2 separate regions of the Bombyx mori genome follow, and region 2 is linked to region 1. Evidence: chromatin contacts called from public Hi-C data. All regions are on one chromosome and are shown on one strand. The core of a region is the stretch at or near the end of the contact, and the rest is flanking DNA. Distances in the headings are between cores, read along the strand shown. Region 1 holds the start of Faah (fumarylacetoacetate hydrolase). Region 2 holds the start of Mir274 (microRNA mir-274).

Region 1 (7,824 bases), core at 3,691-6,190:
CACCCGTGAAGAATTTCACTTCACAAGAAAACAACCTATACAGAAATAATGCTATTTAGTTATCAGTAGATCATAATTAAATTTAGCTTGGAACTTATTTAGTACTTTTACATTTCTCCTGTTGAAGGTTATTGAAATCAGATGGTCGAAATAGGCACAGAACATGTCATTGTGTTGAACCATGCAACAGGCCTATATCAAGCAGTGGATATCTAAAGTTTGATGATGATGAATGCTTTAGATGTATAAATTTAGTCTGTCTGTTTAGTCATTATTGTGGTCAAATTGTGCTTATTAGAGCTATAGCTATATACATATATCATCCAAAAGTGTGTGAACGTTCGGTTAGTTGTTGTCTATTTTATGTACATATGAGAACGGGCAATTTGTTCCTTGTCATCTGGTTTGTGTTTGTCTTTTAGGAAGTAAAAAAAGTACTGCCAGCTGTTAGTCACATACACCCTCGTTCCGATTCTCTCTTTATTTTTGAATTCTTATCAAATGACTGTCATTAGTTTGTGTTTAGTTGTTGTAGGTCTTATGTCCTGTCAAAGAGGTTGCACGCCACGACAGTTTGGAAACACAAAGGTAATTTAAATAAAAATGTCATTAAAACACAGTCATTATTTATTACATTTAAATCTGAATAAAATATGAATGAAGCTATCATTTAGTGAAATATAATTACCTAATGCAAATAAATAATAACATAAAAAAAAAACAACATTTTTGCTAGTCAAATGACTGACCCCTAATTTTTTTTTATTTGTTCACAAATTTTATTCAATCTTTTCTTCGATCAACAATTGTAACTGTTGATCGAAGATTCTTTTGACAATTTACCAAAATATTGGGGGTCCAGTAATTTCCATATACTTTGTAAATTCTTCCACAACTGTACTAAGTTTGACAGACAACAGTTCTTAACTTTTCTATCCAGCCCATCCCATACTAATTTCATGTGAGACAGATCTGGCGATTGTTTTTTTTCTTTGGCGTCGTTTATTACCGCACAATGGAAAACATGAAATATCAGTATATTTACGAGTACGAAGTCTACCGTGGCACCAGTGCTGCAGAAACAGCTCGAAGGATTAATTATGTGTACGGCGCTGGTATCGCAAAAGAAAGCACGGTACGTTTTTGGTTCCAACGTTTTCGTTCTAGAAATTTCGACTTCAGAACCAACCCTGTGGACGGCCAGAGACCAAAGTAGAAAATGAAGAATTAAAGGCTACGGTTCCATCACAAAGCACTTCAGAGATAGCTGCAGGCTTCGTGGTAAGTAATAAAACTATATTAATCCACTTAAAGCAAGTCGGGAAAGTAAAAAACTTGAACGATTTGTATCTCATGAATTGAGTGAATCGAACTTGCAAACACGCGTCGACTGCTGTGTTACTTTGCTCAACCGACACAATTATGAAAGGATTTTAAATCGAGTCATTACTTGTGATGAAAAGTGGATACTGTACGATAATCGGAAGCACTCCTCGCAATGGGTGAACCCTGGAGACCCAGCCAAATCCTCTCCTAAACGAAAATTGACTCAGAAAAAGTTACTTGTGAGTGTGTGGTGGATTAGCGCCGGTGTCGTTCACTACAGCTTTATAAAATCTGGCCAAACGAGTATGGCAGATATCTGTTGTCAGCAACTGAAAACCATAAAGGAAGAAGTATCTGTTAAGCAACCGAGTATGGTCAATCGCTCTAGGCCACTGCTGCTCACGACAACGCAAGACCACACACTGCACAACAAACAACCACTAAGTTAGATGAGCTACAATAGGAATGTCTGCGTCATCCACCGTACTCTCCGGACCTTGCTCCAATTTACCATTTCTTCCGGAATATAAACAACTTCTTACAACGAAAAAAATTCAACTCCGATGCGGCATGCAGTCCAAACCGAACAGCCTTAAAAAAATTTATTGATTCTCGCTCCTATGGTTTTTTTAGTAAAGGGATCAATGAACTACCTATGAGATGGCAAAAGTGCATAGATAACAACGGTGCATACTACATATTAGTTAAATACAATTTACAAAAAATAAATTACTTTATATTTATTTATTTATTTATTTATAACTTCATATACTAGAAAGTATAAAGGCGGACTTAATGCCATAGGCATTCTCTAACAGTCTACCTTAGGGGAGTGCAGAGATGAACCTTGGTAGGTGTAGTGTGAAGGTGATATTACTTAAACATATGTGTATATATAATATACATAATATTTATAGATACAAATACTCGTACTTAAATAAATACATATACATAAATATATAGATATACATAAATATATACATATACATAGGTATCATAAATATATACATATAAAAACATATATAAACAAATATTATCAATAAGATGACTCTGCTAACTCTCTGAGAAACAATTCTCGAACCTTCCTTTCTTCCTTCCTTATATTCCTCCCGTACAAAGCGCCAATTTCATATGTGCGGACCTATAATATAGGTACGTCGTATTGTTATATCCTAAGTGATCTATGATATATCTATGGTATTATCTGTGCTGTATTTAATGCTGCGGCACTTTTTATTCTTGTCGAACCATTCGTTTCGATATCGAGTAGAGGGAACTCGTTCTCGCCCCCGTCATCTGACGGCCGGAGTCCCGCAAGGCTCCGCGCCCTTCCCGTTATTATTTAGTTTGTATGTCAGTGATATACCCCGGTCTCCGGAGACCCATCTAGCGCTCTTCGCCGATAACACGGCTATCTACTACTCGTGTAGGAAGAAGTCGCTTTTGCATCGGCGACTCTAGATCGCAGTAACCACCATGGGACAGTGGTTCCGGAAGTGGCGCATTGACACCAACGCCACGAAAAGCACAGCGGTGCTCTTCAAAAGTGGTCGCCTTCCGAATACCACTTCGAGCATCCCACTCCTTAATAGGCGCGTTAACACCTCCGCCGTTAGCCCCATTACTCTTTGGCCAGCCCATACCATGGGCCTCGAAGGTCAAATACCTAGGCGTCACCCTCGACAGAGGGATGACACTCCGTCCCCATATCAAAACGGTTCGCGACCGTGCCGCCTTCATATTATGCTATGCTTTGCAAGCGAAGCAAACTTTACCTCCGTAATAAGGTAACTCTCTACAAAACTACAAATGTTCATGATTGACTTCCACAAACCACGGTGAAGGAAGAACATCGTGTAATAAAAATCAAACCCGCAAAATTATTATTTGCGTAATCACTGGTGGTAGGACCTTTTGTGAGTCCGCACGGGTAGGTACCACCACCCCGCCTATTTCTGGGGCTTGAAGGGTGGGGTAGCCGTTGTACCTATACGAGACCTTAGAACTTTTAAAGTAGATGTCTGTATGTATGTAGATGTCTATGGGCTCCAGTAACCACTAACACCAGGTGGGCTGTGAGCTCTTTCGCCCATCTAAGCAATAAAAAAAAAACGCATACACCCCGTCATGACGTATGCAAGCCTAGTGTTCGCTCACGCGGCCCGCACAAACTTGAAAACCCTTCAGGTTATTCAATCCCGATTTTGCAGGATAGCCGTCGGAGCACCATGGTTCCTCAGGAACGTGGATCTCCATAATGACCTGGAACTTGACTCGGTCAGTAAGTATCTACAGTCGGCATCATTGCGCCACTTTGAGAAGGTGGCACGACATGAGAACCCTCTTGTCGTGGCCGCTGGAAACTACATACGCGATCCTGTAGACCGAATGGTAATCAGTCGACGTCGCGCAAAACACGTCATTACTTACAACGTTTATTAATTGTTTAATGAAAGTGCACAAATGTGGGGAAATGAAACAAAGCCGCTGGACGTAACTTCTCGGGCTCCTCCAAAAAGTCCACTGAAAAAATCTCAGTAAATGACCACCATTTTACTGAGATTATATTTCATCTCATTTCATTTCACTCCATATTATCATTTTTCATAAAAATAAGAATATAAATTAAAATGAGACATGACTTAAAGGGCTTAGTCACCAGGTCATAAAATCTCATCAAAAAAATACGACACTGTTTTTACAATACTTACAAACTTTTTGGCGGGGACGCGAGGAGTGAAGTTTTGTGATTAGTTTTATTTTGTCTTTCTTCAGGTTTAAATGTGTAATAACGGTGGTTTATTAACTGTTTAATATCTGTGAATGTGCACAAATGTGGGAAAATGAAACAAAGACGCTGGACGTAACTTCTCGAGATTGTCCAAAAGTCCATTGAAAAAATCACATTTTACTGAGATTATATTTCATCACATATCATTTCATTTAATTTCATCCCAGGTGATTAATGCCTCAAATTAATCATCTTCATTTCATTTCACTCCATATTATCATTTTTCTTAATATTATGAATATAACTTAAAATAAGACATGACTTAAAGGTCTTAGTGACCAGGTCATAAAATCCTTAAAAATAAAAAATGCGGCACTGTTTTTAATGCTTACAAAGTTTTTGGCGGGGACGCGAAAAGTGAAGGTGTGTGATTATTTTTATTTTGTCTATTTTGTGTTTCTTCAGGTTTAAATGTGTAATAACGGTGGGTTATTAACAGTTTAATATCTGTGAAAGTGCACAAATGTGGGAAAATGAAACAAAGATGCTGGACGTAACTTCTCGGGATCCTCCAAAAAGTCCATTGAAAAAATATCATTTTACTGAGATTATATTTCATCCCATATCATTTCATTTAATTTCATCCCTGTTGATTAATGTCCCAAATTATTCATCTTCATTTCATTTCACTCCATATTATCATTTATCTTAAAAATAAGAATAAAAATTAAAATAAGACATGACCTAAAGGTCTTAGTTACCAGGTCATAAAATCCATTAAAAAAAAGTTTACATCATCATAATAACATTTTGAACAATAGAATTATAGAATTTATATTTACACAAGCGAATACTAGCTACTAGTTTTCGCATATGTTACAATCTCATGCATTGAAATAACCTATGGATAGGTAGCGACGTAAACAGGAAACTGATCAAAATAAAATCTATTCTTCACTTCACACACTACTTTCTGCTTTAAAAACTGGTCAAAACTAGCGTTCACTGCTTCGATCAAAATCGCGATAAACGAATTGGACGTTACATAAGTCTCAATGGTTTTGTTTACGTATTGCTGATTGCGCCTAAATCTTTACGAAGTACCTAAACCATGAGTAGAGTGATAGGTGGTTCCGCGTTATCTTTCATGAAAAGTCACATATTATCGAAAAGTGTCAATAAAATAGACATTTTTCTGAATACAATTAGATGTTTTTCTGTAACTAAAACTAGAAACATGAAGTTAGTTCAGTTTTCATACAAAGATAGTCCAAAAAATATACGTGTGGGCTACCTGGAAGGAGATGATATTGTAGATATTAATAAGGCGGACTCCAGTTTGCCGACCACTTTGCTCCAAATACTCAGGAATGGAGACTTAGAAAAAGTGAAGAAGTGAGTACATTTATAAGCTGAAATTTATTTTCACAAACACAATTATCTTTAAATTAATGTATTTTGAAAAAGTTTATTAACACAAAAAAGCTTATTTAACTGTTAATTGTTTTCTGTAAGCAGGGTAAAGTGTGAGTGCTCGTCAGTGTACGCTGTGGTCCTGCTTATTAATGTTGTGAAAAATGTGTTCGAGTTTGAAGAGTGGGGAACTTACAATTTTATAGTAATGTCTTAGAGTTGGTTATCATATTCATGTTGTTAAGTTAGGCTTTCAATGGTCACTTAAGACTTTAGTTTCATACACAACTAAATATATAATTTAAAAAAAAGTAAGTTATCAGATCTTTATTTTCCATCTTAATAGGTTGAAATCAACAAAACCAGCAACTATACCACTATCATCAGTCACTCTAACTGCACCCATACATGGTGTAGATAAAATCCTCTGTATCGGCTTGAACTACAAGGATCACTGCCAAGAGCAGAATCTCACCCCACCTCCTGTGCCGATGGTGTTCAGTAAATTTTCAAGCACCATCATTGGACCTGATCAGCCTGTTAGGATCAGAACTGATGTTACTAAGGTTAGAATTTAATACAAATAAATTTTTTTTTTTTTTGGTGTAAATACACCAATGAATTCCAAAGTTAGTTGCGGACATCTTGCTTGCCCTCACTGGTGGCTAGCATCACTCTGCCTATCCACTCTATCTTGTCTGGTGTTAATTATTCTCATACTCAAGAACTATTAGGGCCCAGGGGTCATCTACTCTATATGCAGTATACACAGAATGGTTTGGAACAATATATATTGAACATAATATCTGAAAAAGTAACAAAAACCCAGATCCATGCATTCCATCACTGCAATGAAAGGCCCTGATCACAGCAGCATAGTCAATGAAGTCTGATTGCCACCAGTGAACTGCTTTGCAGTAGACATGTTCACTAAAATTGTGTTTGTTTTATTTTTGTTCACAAGTGCAGGTGTTCAAGGTTCACCTGATGCTAAGCGCTTTCATGCCAACCCATAGATTAATGAAAATGTTAAAAATTCTTATTATGTGTACCAGAGCTGTTAGGGTCAACCATCAGCGTGAATCACAGGAGAGCGACGTGACGCCGACGTGCGCCAATTGGGGTCAATTAAATCTCTCCGCGCCGTGTAGGTGCACATGATCTCGCCGAACTCAACACTTTTAGTATCATTTTGTCTGCTTTCTTTATACGAAGGCGCCCACGATATTCTTATTAATTAATTCATTTAAAAATGGCATCTTCGCATTGCATCGCATCGCCTTATATAATTTCTGTTGTCAGTTTGAATAAATCAAGGAGCTCATGATCACCTTCAGAAATGAGGGCCTAATAAGTATAAATATAGACTCATCTGTTATACTGTTGAGGCCTGGTGTTGACGGTGGCTCCCCCTTGCCGTGCTAGTACTGACCTCTGTATGTCTATCAAGATGATCTTGAAGTCAGTGCCTGAAGGCGAATGGCCTCTGGATGGTGCGTGGCCATTGTCGCTTATGGATATTATTAGCAGTAACAGGAGGTGACCGCACACTTATTGATGACTTTGTATCTACAATCCCTCGACTTCTGTACTTATAATTTACATCACTACAGGGGTAATTAAATAATAAGACCTTTTTAAAAATAATGATGATATAATGATAGTATTCTGTTCTGTAGGTATTGAATGAAACATTGTATTCTGTGTTCATCTGTATATATCAACTACCCAATTTACCAAACCCAGCATGTATAAATTATATTTTGACTGTTGTTGGATAAACACTACTACACGAGTAGATGTGATATTCAAGTTGACTAATAAGAGTCATCATAATAAGGTCCTGGACTTCCACATATTGTAGACTTGCTTAGTGAGTGTCACGGACCACCGAGGACAACATTAACAAACACCTCGAGCGATACTGAACCAGACCGAGATGTGTGTAGACTCTTACCTTCTATTGCTATTACAAAAGTTCCCGGGAGCGGTATTGATCAAGGGCAAGTTTGTCGATGAAGCACAGCGGCTGTTTGCAGAAGGTGGACTGGGAGGTGGAGCTGTGCGTGGTGGTGGGGCGCGAGGCCAGCTGCGTGCGCGAGGAGGACGCGCTGCAGCACGTGGCCGGGTACACCGTCGCGCAGGACATCAGCGCCAGGGACTGGCAGAAAGAGAAGAACATGGGGCAGTTCCTGCTAGGGAAGGTACGTCTCTACTACTGCCTCCTCTACTACTTGATCATTTGAAAAATGTATTGAAGAAAATAGACATAATCTTCATAAACCATTTTTTTTTTTACCAAAGCTGCAGCCACGCAACCCGACGGTTTATAAAGGCTGTTTTCGCTTTTAATT
Region 2 (7,824 bases), core at 3,179-5,678, 37 kb after region 1:
GAAATTCGACTATAATTAATTGGAATTGTAAGTTTGTACCCTATTATGATTGTATTTTATACTTCTATAATCACAAATTTCGCCAAGACTACACTATAAAAATATTAATAAAGACAAACAATATTTAATCTATTCTCAATTTGACAACAGACGTCAAGAACAATAGTTTGACAATAAATAGTATGCATGCGTGTGTGCGTCAAATACATGGTGTGTAGTGTGTGTAATGTTTTCTTTATTGATTTAATGTATCTTTTATGCATTATTTAAAAAAAATATTAGCATTGTGCACTTCTTCTCTATATTCTCTATAAGTGTGGAAAATTTCATACTCCTCCGTCCGCGCAATTTTCGTAAAAAGGGATACAAAGTTTTTGCTTCACGTATTAATATACAGATGTTGAATACAAAGTAGATAGATTTTCTTTTATTTGCGTAGATAAATAAAGGTGCCCGTTACTTTCCTCTTTTTTTCGGGCGGGGGCCGACTTGACGGTCTGCAGACGCTGGGCCTAAGGATATTTTTACTCCTCTTGCACGCACACACCCGACGTCCAATCTCCGCCCAGGTTAGGCAACAGAACGCGGTCGTCGAGGCGATAGTCGACAACCGACGATGCCGGTCTCCGCGGTACGGCGGCCCGTCGCGGCTCACCTGCTGCAAGGTTGTAACCAAAGCTCTTTGAAGTGTATGGCGCTGCCTTGAGACGTGAGGTCGAAGTCTCAATTGTTTTGCTGTGCCGCTGTCCCGCCCTTCGGACCGGAGCTTATGATTAATTCGCGACGGAGCATGCGCGCGCGGCCTCACAGCCATACGCTGGTATAATACTTAGAAAATGCTGCTATCCCTTCTCCGGTATATACTTTAGGATTTTAATACAAATATTTATGTTTTTTTCCTATCTATTCGCTGGTAGCCTAAGAGGGTGTTCCAGCTACGCCCGGACGGGTGGTGAGCTCATGGGCTCAACCTGAGAGAATTTTCTGACAAGAGCAGTCCTTCGCTGATCTACCGCAGGATCGGATACGTGACCCACTGAGAAGATTCGGCGAGAAAGTCAGTGGGTTGTATCTATAGTTTCGTTCGCTCGTCGAACTCTTCGTCATTTCGATGAGGTCGACGAGGACGCCGGCCGGGGCTTGTGCGGCCTACAAGCTTTATGTCTGTTTATTGAATATGTTTGCGCGAGCTCACGAGTCCTTCTGTGTTCAAATGGACTACGTTATATATACGGTGCTTATAAATTGGAATTGCGGAAAATGATGAGAGTGTACTCTGAGTTGTCAACAGTTTCCTTCGTAGAACGTAGCTTTAGCTCCTACGAAGGCCACCTCCTCCACCAGTCGACCATTCTCGTAGACGGACTTCATTGCGAAGAATCATATTGATTGCCGATTATGTAGCTCGCTTTAGAGCACGTTAATAGAGACTGAAACTGCTGAGTACTTGCTTATTTAGACTATTGCGAATAATTTTATTTATTATGATGTTTTTACGCTTTTGCAATTTTACCACTTTTAGCAGCACTTTTATACAGTCGTAGATTTTCTATGTAGGGGTCTAAATAAAAATTAAATGTATGTGCCCGTTTTGCATGATTGGTAGGTCTTTTCGAATAAAGTCTAGGGGTTCTAATAACACAAGCTTATATTTAATTTTGTAATTTTTTATTTGATAAGGTGTTTTTTGCTTTCTTTGGTTTTGAAAGTAAAATGGGCTTATTATTATTATTATAAAAATACTTACCATTTAAAACGTTCGGATTTAATTATAAATTCAAATTAATTTTATTTTAAAACTATGAAATGTTCTTTTCAAATAAGGTAATTAGTTTATTGATTAGTGTTCTGTTTCCACTACATTTGTATCTTTTTCATCGACATGGACACGATAAAAATACGAGTAAGTACAGAATACACATGGGCTCCATCGCTGCAGCCGCGCCGCGCCAACCGCTCTCAGCGTTGATGCCGTGCGCTCTACAGACGAACGCACGACTCGTTATTGGCTTGAACGCTTCCGACCTGGAAATGTTGATCTAAAAATGAACCCCGTGACCGAAAACTACAGTGAATAACGACAGAATTGAAGGCGAGAATGGAAGCTGACGATGCTCAGTATGCCGCTGAGTTGGGAGAAGCTTTCGACGTTAGCGTCCCAGCAGTATCTGTCCATCAGCGTCAAGTTGGCAACACAACTGCACTATGCCGGCGCGCCCTGCGGGAGGGCGGGCCTCGTGTGGCGCCGGACACACACGGACGGGTTCCGAACCGCTTTGTCACTTCCGATGAAAAAGAGGTTGTTTTTAATAATAGTAAACGATCATCATTTGTTTAATATCAAATCATTCAATCCCGTCTTTGCGGGATAGCCGTCGGAGCGCCATGGTTCGTCAGGAACATCAACCTTCACGACGACCTGGACTTAGAGTCCATTAGTAGGTAAGTATATGCAGTCGAAATTAATGCGCCACTTCGATAAAGCGGCACGACACGAGAACTCTCATCGTGGCCGCCGGTAACTACATTACCGATCCTGCGGACAGAATGGAAAGCAGTCGACGTTGCCCCAAACACGTCATTTCGGATCCTCCGGATCCACTAACGGTGCTTTTAGGTATCCCAAGCACCGGTCATCGTTCTCGTCGTAAAAAATAAAATTAAATTAAAAAAATATGATTTTAACTTTCTGTGTATTAAATTGCTACTTCATAGTTAAAGACGTAATAAAAACCGCTTACATCAGAGTTCCAGTGACCTAATAAATAACTCAACAAATAACTGAATGCCTTGTTCACATCGTTGTTGGCACTTCATATTTGTAATCACTGGTGGTAGGACCTCTTGTGAGTCCGCACGGGTAGGTACCACCGCCCTGCCTATTTATGGTACTAGGGTACCTATTAGTGGTACTAAACGAAACCCGCAGAATGTAGAGATTTGCGTAACAACTGAGCATTGTGTGTGTGCGTCGCCAACTCGCCACCACATCAGACGTGTGAACTTGTCTCCACGTCGAGTCCATTACAAGCTCTTAAGTGACTGTTAGTAGGTAGGAGCGCTATTCTAAGAGGTAACAAATCAAAATGTTTGTTATTCAAGAAGTTTTTTGCGGAATGCAATTTTACCAGGAAGAAGAGCCGAAGATATTTTGTTCTTTACTCTTATATGTCATATCATAGTACACGGCCAGCCTTACCCTCTGTACTGAAAAAGCTGCGCCACGGCTTTAGCGATCGTAGAATAAATAATATATATACTGAACGGCTCTGGTAACAGCAGCTATCAACGATCCGACTATAGTTGCAGCTTTTTTTAAAGATGCATGGATCCCGTTGGCCTTTTCGGCTTAACCAGGACAGAGAGGTGAGCTCGGTCTCAGCCGGGAGGGGTGGAATTTTATACCATCTGCCCGAAAACTTCCAAAGGACACCTAAAACCTCGGAGGCTACTGCTTCGCGAATACCGGATCCGAATCGCGACCCGCTGAGAAAATTTGGCGAGAAACTCAGCGGCCGGATGTACCAGGATCGCTGCACCTGCTCCCGGTAGAGCTGCTTCCCTATTCATTAATCGTATTATTGACTACATAACTTCGAACACCAGGCAGCACTCAAAAATAAAAGTTGAATCTTTAGTTGACGATAACATTTGGCAACAAAGTCTGTATTCTCCTCCAAATTATATGAACTTCCATTTAGAGTCGAAGAGATGTCATCGTGGCCTAAAGGATAAGACGTCCGTTTCATTCGTATCATGCAATGCACCGGTGTTCGAATCCCGCAGGCGGATATCAATTTTTCTAATGAATTACGTACTCAACAAATGTTCACGATTGACTTCCACGGTGAAGGAATAACATCGTGTAATAAAAATGAAACCCGCAAAATTATAATTTGCGTAATTACAGGTGGTAGGACCTCTTGTGAGTCCGCGCTGGTAGGTACCACCGCGCTGCCTATTTCTGCCGTGAAGCAGTAATGCGTTTCGGTTTGAAGGGTGGGGTAACCGTTGTAACTATACTGAGACCTTAGAACTTATATCTCAAGGTGGGTGGCGCATTTACCTTGTAGTCATCTATGGGCTCCGGTGACCACTTAACATGAGGTGGGCTCTAAGCTCATCTACGCAATAAAAAATACATAAATAAAAGTTCCGAAGATCTTCGCAAAATAACAGAAAAATAACTTTAAAATAGTCGCTTGTTTATCTTCTATTGCTTTGGTTTAGTTGTTCTCTTTCTATTTTTATTGCTTATCTTCAATATACAGACACATAGGAGGTTTTATTATATGCATTGATTTAAAAATATATATATGTTATCACATTTGGATGTTTTGTCGCGTCAGTCGCGTGTGGAACAGCTCGCGACGTGCGCCCGTCACGTGTCTGTATGTAGTACCACGTACAGACACGCGGGCTTGTGTTTGGGTTCAACATGAACGCTTATTAATTAGCTTATTGTACAGAGAACTGAGAAGGCTCAGTAGCAGAGCGGGTAGGGCGGCGGGGCACGCGGCGGCTTGTGGGCTGTGCAAACGTCATATGTATTACATTTTATGAAGTTACTCCACCACAGGACCCATAGAGATTCTAGGGTAACGGTTAGCCGCTGCGTGGAAACTTTTTTTTTTTTTTTTTTTTTTCCTACCTAAGCTGATAGCCTTGAGAGGCTATGTCAGCGTAACCCTAACTTTAGTAGGTGAGCTCACGGGGCTCAAACCTGACGATGTTGCTAACACGAACCCTAGCAAGAGTCGTGCTTCGCAGAATCTACCACCGGATCGGAAACGCGACCCACTGAGAAGATCCGGCGAGAAACTCAGTGGGCTGTGTCTGAGAGTTAATTTACTCGTCGAGCCCTTCGTCGCAAGCGACGGGTTCGACGAGAACGGTGACCGGTGCTTGAGGTACCTAAAAGCACCGTTAGTGGATCGGGAGGATCCGAAATGACGTGTTTGGGGCGACGTCGACTACTTTCCATTCTGTCCGCAGGATCGGGAATGTAGTTACCGGCGGCCACGATGAGAGGGTTCTCGTGTCGTGCCGCTTTATCGAAGTGGCGCATGGACGCCGACTGCAGATACTTACTGATGGACTCTAAGTCCAGGTCGTCATGGAGGTCGACATTCCTGACGAACCACGGGGCTCCGACGGCTATCCTGCAAAAACGGGATTGAATGATTTGAAAGGATTTTAAGTGTATGCGGGCCGCGTGAGCGAACACTACACTTGCATAGGTCATGACGGGGCGTATGCAAGTTTTGTAGAGTGTCACCTTATTTCTAAGGGACATTTTACTTCGCCTACATATCATCGGGTAGCGTGGAAACTAGAAATATCCGAAATGTACCAGGACTACGTGGCCTAAAGGATAAGACGTTCGGTGCATTCGTATCTAACGATGCACCGATGTTCGAATCCCGCAGGCGGGTACCAATTTTTGTAATGATATACGTATTCAACAAATGTTCACGATTGACTTCCACGGTGAAGGAATAACATCGTGTAATAAAAATCAAACCCGCAAAATTATAATTTGCGTAAGTACTGGTGGTAGGACCTCTTGTGAGTCCGCACGGGTAGGTACCACCACCCTGCCTGTTTCTGCCGTGAAGCAGTAATGCGTTTCGGTTTGAAGGGTGGGGCAGCCGTTGTCACTATACTTGAGAACTTAGAACTCATATCTCAAGGTGGGTGGCGCATTTACGTTGTAGATGTCTTTGGGCTCCAGTAATCACCTAACAGCAGGTGGGCTGTGAGCTCGTTCACCTACCTAAACAATAAAAAATAAAAACTGTTAGTGAGTGTGGTGTTCCGTTACCTGCTTACGAAAACAATAATGTTGCTTACTCTATTCATAAGTTTATTTTGTAATTACATAATAGGCGTACAAATAAAGGGACTAATGGTTGTGTTTGTTTCTTCATTAATAAATGATTGTTTTAATAACATACTTTTGTTTTCTTATGCGCCTAAAATGGCTTCTAAGTGATGATGAGCGCAATGATGATTTCACAACTCCAGAACTCAATGAAAACTAAACTTAGAATTTCTAACTCCTTTATGATGTACTAAGAAGATAAGTTCTATTAAATATAATACACGAAACAAGCGGTAGGAGCGCGCCGAGAGGGCGGGCCCTCCTGTCCTCTGAGCACTGACCATAAACGATGTATTAGCTATTGCAATCATACATTAATGATGAACCACATTTGAGTAATATTATTTTGTTAAAATATATTATTATTATTTGTAAGATATTAATAAATATAACGCCCGTCATTCTCACAATGTAACTCTAGTACTTCACACCAAACTCAAAGTACATATACTATTTATTTATTTTATTTTATTAATTATTATTTAACACAAGTTAACAACATTATGTGTGTATATGTTACGGTAAATGTACACTCTTGGGAAATGTACACTTTTACTAAAAAGTTAGGTATATGTGAACCGAATATAATGTATATGTACATTCCCGGAAAATGTGTACGCTTGCCTTCATGTTTTTCTTAACTTCATGTTTTAAGAAAAGTTGGAATACAAATAAATTAATAATGTTGTTGCAGTAAAAAAAATATTATTGAAATAAATATAATACAAAAGGCTTTAGTAACGAAAATTATTTTAATTAAAAAATGTTAATGACAAACAAAACATACTTTTCTTTGCATATTATATAGCATGTCGTAGATTAGGTTAGGTTAGGTTGTAGTTCCCGGCAGGCTGGTTCTGGCCCAGCGGGGTATCCCGGAACACCAGCGGCACCGCCCGGGCGGACTGGTAGGGGCGCCGTACCGCGGAGACCGACGTCGTTGGTCGTCGACTATCGCCTCGACGCCCCGTCGGTTGGGCGTCCTCGGGGTGGCGCCGCGAGTCTGGTTGTACTGTTAGCCGCGGGAACCCCCCTACTCTGACCAGGTTCTGACCCCGGACAGAGATCTGACGTCGGGTGTAAGAGTGCAGGGGAGTCGTTTAGTGGGTGGGCCCTAAAATCCTTGGGCCCGCGATCTGCTCTCAACACCTGCAGATCGTTGAGTCTCACATACCCCGCGCGCCCCTTATGCGCGGGGACCTCGTAGGAGGTTCGGCCCCCGGCCCGGAAAAAAAAAAGGTTAGGTTGTAGTTGTGCGTATGCGCATGCGCACCACATTACTTGCACTTGCGATTTCGTATTTTGTATCTCATGCTCACATTTACCAAAGCGACATGGTCATTGTGAATTTAATGTATATTTCCCTTCTTTAAAATTGTAAATGTTAGTTGAATGCACATTACCCAAACGAGGAGGCAAATGTGCACATTTACCGGAAAATGTGTACATTTGCCGCAATATCTACTTTTACCGTAACTTATATGTCTATTACATTGTGTTATAGCTTAAACGACTGTTGCACGCTTGACAATGAGTTCTTCGAGCTGTGCCGATCCGACGGTACTCGACCAGTAGCGTCCATTTCTTCCAGTCGCCAGTCGCGCTCGCACCTTCCACCTTCTCTATGTCATGGTCCGCGGCTCACGAGCGGGGGAGCGGGCGCGGCGGGAGGCGGGGGGCGGGGAGACAGATCGTAGATTATAGTCAAGCGAGTTCATTTTGCGATCGCCAAAACGAGCAACCGTATTAACACTGCCCGTTAGTGACGGTCACAAACCAACTTCGCCTAACAACAGCCGCCAGCCACCAGCCGGGCCTCTGCAGGGACCAGCTCACGTCGCACTTACTGCTCGACAGCCGCGACACCCTGGAAACGATAAAACGTAAATAAATACTGCGCCATCTCGAAGAACGACTCTAAGCGTCCGTATAATAGCAAA

What was found. Hi-C and Micro-C count contacts between places; a contact is called where the count stands out from the background.
Region 2: a Hi-C map of posterior silk gland shows a contact between it and region 1, with 2.0 times the contacts expected there. The contact joins the enhancer-like site here to the promoter of Faah in region 1. A contact is called at or near these places in 2 of 7 Hi-C or Micro-C datasets (posterior silk gland and whole pupa).

Annotation. Positions count from the first base shown.
Region 1 is chr26:11,517,183-11,525,006 of ASM3026992v2, forward strand. Faah (fumarylacetoacetate hydrolase) reads left to right here and starts at 4,941. Exons shown (of 5, transcript NM_001110293.1): 1 at 4,941-5,452; 2 at 5,817-6,036; 3 at 7,510-7,674. The coding sequence starts at 5,169. It overlaps LOC101742782 (large ribosomal subunit protein bL35m), which reads left to right. Exons shown (of 2, transcript XM_004926069.5): 2 at 1-97. The coding sequence ends at 49.
Region 2 is chr26:11,555,118-11,562,941 of ASM3026992v2, forward strand. It overlaps Mir274 (microRNA mir-274), which reads right to left and starts at 7,682; the gene lies at 7,588-7,682. It overlaps LOC110385179 (a long non-coding RNA gene), which reads right to left. Exons shown (of 4, transcript XR_009976833.1): 4 at 5,846-7,751. Within about 2 kb of position 4,429, at least 5 of the 8 cell types and tissues checked have open chromatin away from gene starts, as enhancers often do.